4 separate regions of the Mus musculus genome follow, and all the other regions are linked to region 1. Evidence: chromatin contacts called from public HiChIP or PLAC-seq and promoter capture Hi-C data. All regions are on one chromosome and are shown on one strand. Each heading gives the region's core, a stretch centred on a gene start, on an enhancer-like site or on the middle of the called end of the contact. The rest is flanking DNA. Distances are from core to core; before and after follow the strand shown.

What was found. Promoter capture Hi-C pulls out the DNA fragments that hold promoters and counts their contacts. HiChIP or PLAC-seq counts read pairs in DNA pulled down with a chosen protein or histone mark.
Region 2: a contact with region 1 is called in an H3K27ac HiChIP or PLAC-seq map of embryonic stem cells, with 5 times the contacts expected there. The contact joins the promoter of Zfr here to the promoter of 4930556M19Rik in region 1. A contact is called at or near these places in 1 of 39 promoter capture datasets (liver), 2 of 115 datasets of contacts at active chromatin or transcription factors (embryonic stem cells and pancreatic cancer cells) and 1 of 9 other capture datasets (macrophages).
Region 3: a promoter capture Hi-C map of liver shows a contact between it and region 1, with 2.4 times the contacts expected there. The contact joins the promoter of Golph3 here to the promoter of 4930556M19Rik in region 1. A contact is called at or near these places in 1 of 39 promoter capture datasets (liver) and 1 of 115 datasets of contacts at active chromatin or transcription factors (pancreatic cancer cells).
Region 4: a promoter capture Hi-C map of liver shows a contact between it and region 1, with 4 times the contacts expected there. The contact joins the promoter of Mtmr12 here to the promoter of 4930556M19Rik in region 1. A contact is called at or near these places in 3 of 39 promoter capture datasets (the C10 cell line, embryonic stem cells and liver), 1 of 115 datasets of contacts at active chromatin or transcription factors (embryonic stem cells) and 1 of 9 other capture datasets (embryonic stem cells).

What each region holds. Positions count from the first base shown.
Region 1 is chr15:10,712,994-10,716,298 of GRCm38.p6, reverse strand. It overlaps 4930556M19Rik (RIKEN cDNA 4930556M19 gene), which reads right to left and starts at 1,463. Exons shown (of 7, transcript NR_045063.1): 1 at 1,319-1,463. Rai14 (retinoic acid induced 14) reads left to right here and starts at 1,668. Exons shown (of 18, transcript NM_001166408.1): 1 at 1,668-1,776.
Region 2 is chr15:12,116,351-12,119,661 of GRCm38.p6, reverse strand. Zfr (zinc finger RNA binding protein) reads right to left here and starts at 1,811. Exons shown (of 20, transcript NM_011767.2): 1 at 1,715-1,811; 2 at 1,324-1,423. The coding sequence starts at 1,751.
Region 3 is chr15:12,319,360-12,323,027 of GRCm38.p6, reverse strand. It overlaps Golph3 (golgi phosphoprotein 3), which reads right to left and starts at 1,532. Exons shown (of 4, transcript NM_025673.2): 1 at 1,072-1,532. The coding sequence starts at 1,296. It overlaps Gm52210 (a long non-coding RNA gene), which reads left to right and starts at 2,450. Exons shown (of 2, transcript XR_003951630.1): 1 at 2,450-3,127; 2 at 3,295-3,668.
Region 4 is chr15:12,203,326-12,206,729 of GRCm38.p6, reverse strand. It overlaps Mtmr12 (myotubularin related protein 12), which reads right to left and starts at 1,702. Exons shown (of 16, transcript NM_172958.4): 1 at 1,451-1,702. The coding sequence starts at 1,531.

The sequences.
Region 1 (3,305 bases), core at 214-2,713:
GAGACACTTGTTGAATAGTTTAACTACAGTTTGTCGTCGGTTTCCTAAACAATATGCACACACTGGCATTTCCAAAGGAGCCTTTGACAGGCTGTACCACCCTCCCAGCTGCCTCTGATTCAACAAAAAGCAGATCCACAGGTGGTTACCTTTCCTCCAGCTGGAGGATCGGTAGAAGGTACTTAAATACTCTGTTGGTAACTGATTAAAGAACCCAAGATCAAAACCCGGTTAGAAGAAATGGCCCACACTACACAGGGTGCTGTCAATTGTTTCTTTTAGTGTGGTTTTTAGTTCCACATCACATGTGTAAAAGTGTGTATCTTGCTTTGAATTGGCTCCCCACTCCCACTCCCCTGCCCCGCCCCCCCCCCCCAGGGATTCTTTTTGATGTATGGTACTTAGGAAGTAAAGACTATTGAGCTAAAGATGAAGCTTTTGTTTTCTAGTTGGCAAGTTCGCTTGTGAAAGCTAAGGCAAGGTGTTCTCTTAGGGAAAGGAGTGAAGGGGTGGGGTAAAAAAAAACAAACAAACAAAAAAAAACAAACCACCCGATCCGATGGTAACACACAAAGTCAAGATACTGTACACTGATTGCTGTTAGGGTGACTCTCACTTCTGTTGGAACTGGTTGTTTTTCCTCCTTACTTCAGTGGACTTACAGGCGATCCTAGCAAAAATAGCTAGGATCTGCTTACTCTAGAAACCTTTCTGTGCGAAAGACACAACACCAACCAGGAGTCCCATGGAGCTTTGGTGAGTCAAACTTTTTACGATCTAGCTGGCTAGTGGGACTAAAATCCCTGCTTAAATTAGGGGAATAATAGTGAGATTTCAAACCCTCAGAATTAATGGAAGGGTCGATTCGGTTCAGAGGTCCGGTCCTGGTGGTCTGGGGGAGGGAAGCTTTACCGGATCTCAGGACTTCCAAACTCAAGACACCCCGCTGAGGGCGCTCCTGCCCCTATCTAGCCGGCCAGTCCAGGCTGTAGATAGTCTCCCAAGCCCTGAGCAGAACACAACTAAGTTTTGTCTTACACCTGAGGAGTGTTAGGAAACAGTCGCTCCAACCAACTGGTTTAGCCCAGAAAATGTAAGTACATTCTGGTTTACTTTCTTTTCGTTCACACTGGAAATGGAACCGATCTCAGTCTGGTTCAGAGGGGGCTTGGGTCGGTGACTCGGCTTTTCCTAAGACTACAGATAACTTTGGAAACTGACCAGAAACAAGTACTTTTTCCGAGCCCTTATCCTACCCCAGCGGTGGAACCCGCATACCGCGGATCTCACTAACTTCAAGTTAAGGTGTGAGACAGACCCACGCAGAAGGATTCCCACGATCCGCAGAAACGCAAGCGTGGACGTCCGGGACGCGCCGCGGGCCGGGGCGTGGGCGGTCGCAGAGCACCTCCCGCAGGTCCAGGGAGCAGCTCCGGGGCCAGGTCACCTGACTCCCGGAATTTGGGGCCGCGCGGAGTGGGAGTGGCTAGCAACTCCCTCCTGGAGCCCACGGGATCCAGGTCGGGGGCCGGCGCCCGGCGGCCACGTGGTGGTGCTGCCGTTGCCCCCGCCCTGCCGGCGGAGCCCCGGAGCTGAGCGCCCACTGACCCCGCGTCGGGAGGAGGAGGAGAAGGAGGAGGAGGAGGAGGAGGAGGAGGAGGAGGGACCCAGCGCAGGAAGCCGAGCAGGAAGCGAGCCCGGCAGCCGCACTTTCCTGGGGAAGCGGCGGGCGGGACGGCCAGCGGGGCCAGGAGCTGAGGCCGCCGCTTGGATGGGGTGAGTGGCGGCGGCGAGGCTGGGGTGCGGGCTCTGGACTCGGTCCCCGCCTTTGTGTCTGGGGCTGCGCAGAGCTCCGGGCGCCGAGAGGAGCGGGCGGGAGTTTTGGTCTGGACAGAGCTTTGGCCGCTCACTGACCACGGAAGACAGTTGGAAGGGGGGGTGGGGTGGAGGAACGGGAGGATAGTGGGGATCTGGCAGAAAGAGAGAGAGGTGCGACCTAGTTTGGAAAGGGGGTTCGCCTCCTCTGGCGGTCTGGTGCGGGACAGTGGCGCGGGGTGTCTGCGGAGGGAGCGCGGGTGGGAATGAATGACCGGACCCGAGAGGACGCTGTGGCTGCGCCCCCGGGGCAGCCCGTCCCACTTTCGTGCCCTGCCCCGGGTCCGGTGCCCCAGTCCTTGCTCCCTGGCTCGACCCACCTCTTGACTGAACTTGGAAAAGCCGGAGACGGGAGGTGGGAGCGAGAGACGCCCGGTGGCTCTGGAGACCCACAGTCCGCTATTGTTCCTTTACGGACTCAAGGGAGCTGGTGAGCTGTCTGGAGGGCGCAGGCGAGACCACCCTGGGCCTGCCACTACCCCTTACCCCCAACTCTCCTTGTCATTTTCCCCCACCACAGCTCCTAGGAGGGCAGGGAGGAGGATGCTGGAGTTGGGAAACATTCCAAGCTGCTGGGCTTAGGTCGGCATCCTTCGCGACCCGTCCGGGAGGGCAAGCATCCATCCTTCTTTCAACTCTCGCCTACTGTCTTGGGCCAGTTTGTGTCGCCAGTTTAGGTTCTGCAGTTTCCAGTAGTTTTTCATTTTGGATTTCACATTTCCTTTGGTGGAGGGGGGTTAAGTATGGAAAGGCAACAGATGGGGAGATTAAAGCAGATGGAGCCCACTGTGACTTAAAGAGGCAGGGGTGACCTCACAGAGGCCTGAGCTTTATATAAAGCCAGGCTTTCTTTTCTAAGGAGCCCAGCTCAGCTCAACTTTACGTCGTTACCAAGTATGCAGATGCAAGGCCACTCACTTCGTACCTGCTCCTTCCCTTCACTCTGAACTCTGGTGATTTGAATGCTATCGGCTTTAGGAAGAATAGCGCAGAGCAGAGCTGCCTGGGACTAGAAGACTGCTTATTGTCTGGGGTATGAGATCTCAAGGTTGTGAAGGCTGGCCTAGAGAAGAACAAGGTTTGTCCCTTTAGCGGATCTAGCGTTTGCTCTTTTAGCGAGAACTTGCATCTCCTATGGGTTTGAACGGAATTGGAAAAAAGCCTGTGAATCCCAGGGAGGTTGGACTTCGCTTTGTCCCACCAGTGCTGGGCCCTTGCTTACACGTGAGAAAGCGAGTCGTTTTGTTTTGTTTTTGACTGATGGGTTTAATTTTTAACTGTTAATGATAACTTACTATCGGAGTCTTTTCTCCCTTAGGCTTATAAGACAGCCAATTTTATCAGAAGAAATCCCATTCTTGTTGACTAAGTACTGGGAGAGACATCCTGTGCGGGGCTGTCAGTTTTTTCTCCAACTGTGGAGATGCTTC
Region 2 (3,311 bases), core at 562-3,061, 1.4 Mb before region 1:
CAGTAATATGTAAAACAGTATCTCTTGTAGTAAATTGTATCATAGGATTCCCTAAAATGAAGTAACTTTTTTTTCCTTTAGAATTTTCAGCCCCCAATTATTAGCCAGTATCCCATTTTACAGAGGAAACTCAAAAAATATGTCCCAAATGTCATAAAAAATCACAAAGATACTGTTACTAAAATTTTGTTTTCCAATGAGCCTCTTTTAAATACATGACTCTCCTAAGGTAAATGGGATGAAAAAGCTATCTGAATTTAACCATGATCCTAAATATGCTAAGGCACACATAAAACTGTATGCTTACTGCATGAACCAAGCGACTAGCTGTCTTACTCTGATTCATGACGGTCCAATAAATACAGGGTTTTGCCTCTTGTTTCTGCGATAAGATGTATAAGGAATTACAGCTACTTTAGCAATGACAGCTATCTGGAGGTAGAGGATTCATCCCAGGCACCACAACTACTCGGTATACAGTCACTGGCATTTTCTTTTTCCCCGGGCGGGGCGAGGGGCAGGGGGGAAGACCTCAAAGGAGAACCACCGGTCCACTTGGAGCCGTCCTCAATGGCTCCAAAGGCTACACACGCATCATCTACCCTAGGAACTTCGCACATCTTTTTCGGTCTAACAGCTAAACGATTCACAGGTGGTTGGCATATTAACATCTCCGCGAGCAAGAAAACCCAAAGGGAATGAGATGGAGGCGATGACGCTGGCAAAGTGGCAGTTAATCTGAGGGGCTGGGGGCAGGGGGGTGGTTGGTGGCGTCGGGGACCCAGGGCCAAGGGAAGGTACCGACAAAGACCTGCTGTGTGATCTGGGCTCCGGGGGCGTCGCGGTAGAGGCCGCTGACTCCGCACTCCGCGCGAGGCCCCTCGGCTCACTCTCTCTCCATTCCCCGAGCCAAAGGGAAGATAAGAGGTGGGGGGGTGACAGGGTGGAGGCGGGGACCCGGGAAGCCGAGGGGCCGCAGCGGGCGGCTCGGCTCCGCTCCAAGGCCGCGGGAGGCCATTTTACCTCCGGGGCCGTCCAAGGCCCTCCACGTCCCCAACCCCTCCGCAGTCATCCCTCCCCCGTCTCGGCCCCTCCGGGGGCCGCTGTCCGCCGGAGCCGGAGGCCGAGTGCGACACGGCAGGGAAGGGCGGGTGTGGGGAGGGTGCGGGGGGCTCCCGGCCGCGCCTGCCGCGGGGACCCGGGCTCTCGGGGCGGTGCGGCGGGGGCGGGGGCGGATGCGGCCGCGGGGCCGGAGCGTCGGCGGGAGCCGGACCGCGGGGCGCGGAGGGAAGAGGAAAAAGGGAGAAGGCGGGGAGCCGTTACCTATACTGGGCCGCAGCCGCCGCCGCCGCCGCCCCGCTGTGGGTGAATCCAAAGTAGTTGCCGGTCGCCATTTTGGCATCTTCCCCCAGCCGGCTGGGCACTGCGGCGGGCACGGAGAGTCAGGTCCCATGGCGGGAGGGCAGCCGTCAAGGGGTCGGGGTGCCGAGGGATGGCAAGGGAGAGAAAAGGGGCCGTGAGAAGCCGCCCTGGCCGGCGGGGACCGCGGCCGCGCCGCCGTCCGCCTCCCTCCCCGCACTCCCTCACTCACTCGCACGCCCGGGTGGCGGCCGCCGCCTCCTCCCCGGAGCTGGCCCCAACCCCCGCGCCTACCCGCCGCCCAGGGCCGGGGCAGGGCATGGCAGAGGCCTCCACGGGCCACATTTAGACTCACCATAGGTGAAAGAAACTACAGGGCATATGGGAATCATGGGCTCGGGCTGCTGCTGCTGAACTCTGAACTCTCACCCGCTGCCTCCCTCCTCTGCCCCACTCCTCCTCAGCGGAGAACAGACCGCCGCCGCCGGCCGCACCGCGCAAGCGCGCTAGTGCGATGCATCCTGGGAGATGTAGTCCTTACGCCCCGCGCCAACCCCCCCACCCCCCACCCGGGGGCTGGCGCAGGGCCCCCCGAGGAGCGGATTTCTGGGGTGCGGATGTGGGGTTCTCTCGTGGGACTACGGGCCCGGCCTTATCCTAAGCGATGGTGACTCGCACCCGCTGCAGGGAGGCTACAAGGCGGAGGAAGAGCGCCTCGCTCGGCCGCGGGGGAGTCGGGCAGCGTGACCAGATAGCGTGACGTCTGTTGGCCTTTTCGCCGCCTTACTTTTTCACCGGTTTCCTTTACTTTTGCGGCTGCGTTTGTTCTCTCTTTCAGCCCTCCTCTCTCCTTTAATTTCCATTAACATTTGAGCTGGCCTAATTCCTGTTGCTTGTCACTGGCCTTTGGAAAGGGGAGGAGACAACGATGGGGGGGAAAAGAGCAGAGGAAGTGCTGCACCAAGCATCTGCCCAGAACCCTGCCTGTCACAGGGGTCACACATTTTGCCAAGACCCCGCCCCACCTCACAGACAAGGAGCCTTTCAGGGTCATGTTGGCGGCCCCCAACAAGGTGTTGGGCGTTGTAGATGCCAGAAACGAAACGTGACATGTTGTAGGAGCAAAACAAAATCCCTGTTCACATGGAATTTTTGTTCTGGGAAGTCTTATGACACACTAGAGCCAAAAACATAGAAAATGTGGTGGGTGGGACTGGAGTATTAGGAATAAAAACAGGACAATGAAGATAAGGGGAGTTCGGGCGGTTAGGGCAAGCCCTGGAATAGAGACCTGACAGAAGCAAGAAAACCACCCAGGTAGCTACCTGGAGGAAGGGCAGTGGAGAAGTCTATAGAGTATCAAGGAAGTCACTCTGGCTAGAACTGAGTGCGGGGATGACCAGTTCAAATGTCTTTGTGAGAGTCTTAGATTTCCTGGGTAGAGGGGCATACACCTATAAATCCCATCATTGGAGAGGCTGAGACAGGAGGATTTCCCAGAGTTCTAGACCTGCCTACACTACAGAGGGAGACAGTGTTTCAAAATAGAAACTACCCACCTATTCACTCCTTACCTGAGCTTCAAAAGAGTGCCAGGTCTCCCTGGGTCAGGATCAATACTTTATAAATAGTTCTTTACTGCATGCAACTGTGTCTTCATTACAGATGCTTTAGTGTTATCTCTGTATTGTCTCAGGCCATTTTCAGTCACACCTCCCCCACCTCCACCCCCCCCCCCCCCGCCCATTTCTTTTCTACTGCTAGGGATGGAGCTGAGATGACCTGAGCTAGCGATCGTTCTCTCTCTCTCTCTCTCTCTCTCTCTCTCTCTCTCTCTTCTCTCTCTCTCTTTCTCCTTTAGTTAGGGTCTTGCTGGCTGACCTGGAGACCTGGCACTCACTATACTGCTTCCGCTGGGCTCTCCCTCCCCTTCCATCCCCTCTCCCAGCCAC
Region 3 (3,668 bases), core at 283-2,782, 1.6 Mb before region 1:
GGATGAACTGAGTTTTGTTCTGGTTTGTTTCTTGTCCTCCTTCCTGAATTCTGAAAACGTATTTAAAAACAAGATCCAATACCTTTCTGTCTGACTCTCAAAATGTGTTGTCTAGAGTTTCCACACTGAAACGAAACAAACTTCCGGGCCACCTCATCATACATGATTTATGAAACATCCAATCCTGCAAGTCTGCCCTTAAAAATAATCATCTTTAGAGATGGATGGGTATTAATAAAATCAATCAAACATTAACTACAGAATCCAGACATTTAAAAGACGGACACTTGCACTTTTTCAACTTATATGTGTGAAATTCCTAAATATCTGGGGTGACCTTTCCAAACGTCAGAACACAACTTAAGCCTACCTAAATCTTTGCAGTCTTTCATCAAAGCGCAAACTTGGTATTCCTCCCAGCTCTTCACAAGCCCTCCCTTAAAATGGCAAAACGGAAAGGACGACAGCAGATCTAACCGCAAAACTAACTCATCGCTCGCTCAAACCAAGTTCATCCAAAAAGTAACTTCCTAGGTTTTATATCAACTTAGTATTGACTTTTTAAAACAATACCCAGTAAAAACAACTTTGCTAATTTCTTAACCGCGCGCCGCAACTCAAGTTTTACATAAGAAAGAGGGCCGACAGCAAGTAGATCCGCGAACCTCTCCCGGGTCTTAAAACCTGCAAAAACTCAATACTTGGGAGCCGCGGTAGCCCCGAGTCTTTAGATCTCAACAGTCTTGGGTTGGAGTTGCCATTATTTGCGGCAGACGGCGAAGAAGAAGAAACGCAAAGATCGCCAAGACTTCGGAACTAAGAGTGCTTGTGAGCAGAGGACGGGAAAACCCAAGCGAGCACTTGGTACCGGGAGGATCGGGAGCACTCGGAGCGCAGCCGGAGAGGGCTGACTCCCACACTCCTTGGGACGAGAGGGCGCTCAGGGGCGCGGGGCTCCGGAAGCAGGGACAGGTGAGGCCTCGGCCAGCGCCCACCCGGGCCCCACCTGGAGCCACCCGGGTCCCGCTGCCACCCCGGCTGCCACCCCGGCCGGGGCCGCGGCGCCCGCACCTCTCGGTCCTTGAGGCCCAGCAGGAGCACCTCCTCCATCAGGGTCAGCCGCGTTTCCTTGGAGTCGCCCTTGTCGTCGTCGTCCTGCTCGTCGCGGCGGCTCTGCGCCTCGTCCTCGCCGCTGCCGCCGCCGCCTCCCGCCGCCCGCTCCTTGTCGGCAGCGTTCCGGGAGGCCTCGGTGCGCCGCTGCACCAGGCCCGAGCTCCGCTGGGTCAGCGAGGTCATGGCTCCCGCACAAGAGCCGCGCCGGACCGACAGGGACGCGGGACCGGCCGGCTCTCCCTCACGGCCCCGGCCCCGGGAGCTTCCGTGTTAATTCTTGGAGCTGGGGCGATGTCCGTGGGCTGCGGGGCCGAAGGCGGTCATGAGGAGCCGGAGCTGGGCGAAGCCGGCGGGCCGGGCGTCGATGGGGTACACAAGGGAGCCTTCAGCCCGCGGCTGTGGCCCCCCACACAGCCCAGGAGCCCGAGCGGAGGCGGCGGCGGCGGTGGCGCTTCCCAATATGGCGGCGCGCGCTGACGTCACCGGAGGATGTGGCAGCGCCGGCGCGGGGCGGGGCCGGGGTGCCGGAAGCGGCGCGAGCGGGGGGCGTGGCTAGCCGCCTCCCACTTCGGCGGACACTTGAGCTTCTGGACTCGCTAGTGGCCCTGAGTCTGGAGACGAAAGGTTTGCGATCGGTGACCTGCCCGGCTTTCATCCGCCTCTCAGTTCACTCTAAAGGTCCGGCCTGGCGCCAGCGACCAGTGAGATCTCTCCTGGATCCCAGAAGCCGAGGCCAGGCTAGGGCGGACCCCACTGAGACCTCAGCATCCCTGGGGATCAGCCACTATAGCCCGGGTCCTCACTACCTACGGGGAGGACTTGGCTCTTCGCCTGTGAAACTCCCGAGTTTCAAAAGGAGTCATCTACACTCGGGCGTTTAAAGCTGTTCATGTACTGTGCTCTGGCGTAGAGAGGTTAAACAAATTGACGAATTGTGTTTGTAAAACTTTCCTACCTCCGACTGCGGCTGTAAAGTGGTCAGGGCGCACTGTACTGTTAGGACAGCCGACCTTAGGATTCTTTTATAGCGACAGTAAACCTCTTGAGTTTCATGCCACGTCTTTGTAGCCCTAAATCTATTTTCGATGTAATTACTAGGTTCAATCCCTTTGGCAGTTTGTGCAAATCAAGTTAAAGGAAAAACTGCCAAACCTGAGAAGGGTTTGGAGAAGTAGAAGGGCGGGTCTTATGAGAAAACATTATCCAAAAACGGTATCGTAGGTCTGTCCAGTATTATTTAAAATAAACAGTAACCATACGCAGTGAGTAAGCCAGGTTTAGACAGAATATTCCCCGCGCCCAAATACGTTGTCTCAACTCCTACGGGGACAGTAAGTCCCAGTAGGTCCTCCCACCCACAGCCCCAAGCTACCTTCCCTTTTTCCTGAAAAAAAAAAAAAAAAAAAAATGTGTCCTCAGCCAGTTTCTCCCATTCACGTCACCTTTTTGTTCCTTCACCTTTCTGGTCATTCTTTGCCAACTGACTTTAAATGTCCTTTGTAAATTAAATGGTTATTTAACTCAGAAGGTTAAATCCAAAAAGCACAAAGCTGTGCGTACAGGCTCTGCCTGTTCGGCTAGTTGCTCCTGTCCCTGCGGAGATTTTTTTTTTTTTTTAAATGGGGTAAGATGTGAAGCTTCGTTGGGGAGGTAGTCAGTGGGCACAGTACTTGAGGACAAATTAGAAACTGGCATCTGGGAGGCAGAGGCAGATTCCTGGAGGCTTCCTTGCCAGTGAGCCTCGCCACATGGGCAAGCAAATGGGTAAGTGCCTAGGTCCCAATAAGAAGCCTTGCCTCAGAAACAGTGTGAGGGCCCAGCGAATGGCTCAGTGGGTCAACAGCTTGCTGAGCTAGCGTGAGGACCAAAGTTCAAATCCCAGCACTCATGAGCACCAAGTACATTCCTGTAATAGCAGCCTTAGGAAGCTAAGAAAGACAGATCCTGGAAGCCTGTGAAACAGTTAAAGAGGATGCCTGAGGTCAACGTCTGGCCTCTACAAGTTCATGAACAGGTAAGAACAGCAGACATAAAACACACACTAGATAGATAGATAGATAGATAGATAGATAGATAGATAGATAGATAGATAGATAGATGAGATAGGAGCAGTACCTAAGGAATGATCACAATTTGTTATTTGCTTTGGTTTTGAGGGCTTTTTGTTTGTTTGTTTTTTAGTTTTGGAAACAGGGTTTATCCTGCCTCTGCCACAAGCTGGGACTAAAGGCGAGCACCAGCAGCACCCAGCTGCAGTTGTTTTAAATGTGAATCCTCATCACCTTCACCTTGAATGTGGCTTAAACTTCCAGCGGTAGACATCTTGATTCCCACCCCCACCCCCCACTCCACCCCCATCCATATCTGGTTCTATCTATTCACTTGCCGGTACGTGATTTTTCCAATTCAAATTTTATAATAATTTTGCTTCTTTTTATTTTCCTGTTTTCCTGTTATTTCTCCATTAATTTTTCCATGTAGATAATACACCTCTCTTTCTCTCCCCCGCCCCCCACCCTTTTCTCTGCCCTCGTGCCATCTGTCTGCATGTCTAC
Region 4 (3,404 bases), core at 453-2,952, 1.5 Mb before region 1:
ACTAAATGAGAAAGGTTAAAGGTTAAAGGTCAAAGGCAGTTAGCGTTCAACTAGGGTGCTATCAAAGAAAGACAAAGAGAACCTGACCACATTACCTCTATGGACTACAGGGTGAAATGTAAGGTGACCCTGTCTCTCCATATCAAGTTCTGACAGAGGAAGTGGTTTTTATTTGAAAATTACGACTGAAAATAGGTTCCATTTTAGTACTCTCCACTAGATGCCTTGATTTCAAGACACACATGCAAATGCTGCAGGCCCCAGGTCTCTGATATCTCATTTCAGGCCCACCTGTTTTCCACCTTAGCAAGTGAGAAGTGGGAAGACATTTGGAGGCAGTAAATTTGGTAGAGCATCTACCTGCACACAGACAGATTGCAGAAGCTAGGCATGGTCGTACTACCTTGAGTTCTAGCATTCGGGAGGCAGAGGCAAGCAGAGCTCTGTGACTTCGAGGCCAGACTGCTCTACATAGTGAGTTCCAGCACAGCCAGGCTACATAATCGAGAGACAAACAAACAAAATTGCAAAAGCAGGGAAAAAAAAAACCGCACACAACTTTCACAAATCGAAAATGAGAAGGAGTCTACTAAAAGGTAAGGAACGACTGCTCCAGAAGTCTTCAACATGCTCTAGTTCTGATCTCTTCAATGTCCTCCTCATTCACGGAACTCCAGAACTGGCAGCCTTCCCTGGGGCCGTCCAGGACTCCTTACCTAGACCTAACGTCCTCTAACGTCCTGACTGAAATACCACCTTTGCAAGAATGAAAGGATTCCTTGTCCCCACCATCTTCTAAGTACTATACAATTAATAATCGCATATCGTTGACTGTTTGTTTCTTTTTACATAAGCTCCCAAGGAGCTCGATCTTTGTTCTGTTCACTGATACTTAGCACAAGCTTTCCAGGATCGTACCTGGCACACAGTAGGAGCGCAGAAAGTATTTCCCGAGTGAATGCACTTCTCGACTAGAATTGCAGTTTGGAAGGGGGGAGATGAAATGGGAAGAAGCGGGAGGAGGATGCTCTGGGCAGACACCGAAAGAGGCCAAGGCCGACCCACATACAGCAGCGCGGACGCAAAGCAGTGCACCACCCGCGACAGAGACGAACTCTCAGGACTCGCGGAGAAAAGTCCCGGGCAGAGCACACACACCGGGCTGCGGGCTGCCGGGGGAACCCCGTCGGGTTCCCGACCACGCAAGCTTTCTCTTCCCTTCCCGGATACCTGGGGCGCCGGAGCCGCCGGACCTCCCGGGCTCCGGCTCCCGCCCACAGGCGCGGTGGCGAGCGACAGGGCCCTGCCCCAGCACCTGCCCGGCCTGCCGCAGGGGTCCGGGCCGCGGCCAGCCCGGGAGGCCCCAGAGCGCCCCGCCCGGCACCCCGGCAGGAAGCGCCCCTGCCCCGGCCGCTCCACCCGCCGCCGCGCTCGCCCGGCGCACTCTCACCTCAGGGCGTACGTACGACACGAAGGAGGGCTTGGGCGCCTTGGTGCCGCCGCCACCGCCGACTCCCCCTTTCCCCAGCATCCCGCCGCCTTGCGAAGCAACGAAGCCGAAGCGCGGCGACAGCAGAGGCGGCGGCTCCGGCTCAGGTTCCGGCAGCGGCGGCGGCCACCAGCACCAGCGGCCGGGGCTCCGCCCATCCCTAGGGCCGCGGCGGCGGCAGCAGTACCGCCCGCATCCGGCTCCGCCGCTGACACCGTTCGCTCCGCCCAGGCCACGCGCCCCGCCTAGCGACCGTGGGACACGCCCACCGCCGCTCGCTCTGCTCCGGCTGAGGTCCCGCCCACAGCATGGGACTGGCCACGCCCACCCCTTGTTGGCCGAGGTATTTGCTCTAGCCAATGCGGAGAGCGTTCTCTCCGGGCTTCCCCACGATTGGCTAGCGAGAATGTCGCCATTTGCCCAATGGTCCTGCCGTCGCTAAGTTGTTGCGGGCAAGTCGTTCTACCCATTTTGCTTCTTTTACTGGCCAGCAGCTTTGAAATTCAGCTTGCTGAACAGAATGCCTCCGCAGAAGCTTCAAAACCACACCGACGACGTTCAGACTTTAGACGAATGAAGAGAGACAGAGCGGATAGGAACTGACTAAAGTGACGTAAAATGTTGTGTTCAACTTCAAACTTCTTTTGTTTGTCGCTTGGTTTCTAACTGGTAAGATATCAAAAGCCCTTAAGACTTATCTGCTCTCCCAAGTTATCGACAAACCTCTCATATTAAGCCAAGATAGCAAATAAAACACACACACACACACACACACACACACACACACTATTCATTTCTATTCATTTGAATTCCACCTTTGGGGCACTTGCCTCGCGTGAGCAAGACCAAATTGAATTCTCCCTGTGGAGCATTGTGTTAGAAGAATAAGATACGATGCAGCTCACCCGAAGTTGTTCCATCTACTGTGAAAAGCCAATAAACATTTGCAGTTAATTTTTCAAGTGTCAGGCACCTTGCTATGCCTTAGTCTGACCAACTGCACCACCCCCTTGTATTTCTTTTAAAATTCCCAACTAAGTACTACAAGTGACACGGAAGGGTGGTTAGTGCACACCTGCTATTCCAGCACCTGGAAGGCCAGACAGAAAGATAGTGAATTTGTGGCCAGCTCGGACTACTTAGGAAGTCCCCAGGCAACCTAGATCACAAATAAGACCTTCCTCTCAAAACCTAGCAATTAACTGTGCTTTTCCACGTTGGTTCCCAGGAAGGAGAGGTGACCTCTCTGATTCCGATATGCCAGACAGATTCTGTTGCTTTTGTTTCCAGGATCTGACCCAACCCATAAACAGAAATGCTGGCTTTTGATAGAAATTCACCAAGCAAATGTCCCTTTCTGCCGGCCGTCAAGCTAACGTTAAGTGTTACTAGATCACCCTGATCTTTAACATCTGCTGAAGGTCAAGCCCTGTTGTAATACGACTCTGAAAACTTGACACTGTCTCTGGGTCTGTACACTTCCCAGGAATGGGAGCCAACAAAAGAAACGTTTTAAATACCAAAAAACCAGCTGGTTTGCCACCCTCTTCTGATTGTGTCCGTCCCCCTCCCCCATGTGATACTGTGAGGAAGAAGTGGACTTGGAGATTATTGAGCCTTGAAGGAATGCCCTTATGAGATCAGAGGGTTCTGGCTAACCCTCCCCCATTGAGAGAACTCAGCAAGAATGTGTCACCATTCTGGGCTGGAGAGTTGGCTCAGTGGTTAAGAGCATTGATGGCTCTTCCAGAGGTCCTGAGTTCAAGTCCCGGCAACTACATGGTGACTCACAACCATCTGTAATGGGATCAGATGCTCTCTTCTGGTGTATCTGAAGACAGCTAGTGTAGTCACATAAATAAATCTTAAAATAAAAAAAAAATGTGTCATCGTTGAATGGCCCACTCTTCCCAAC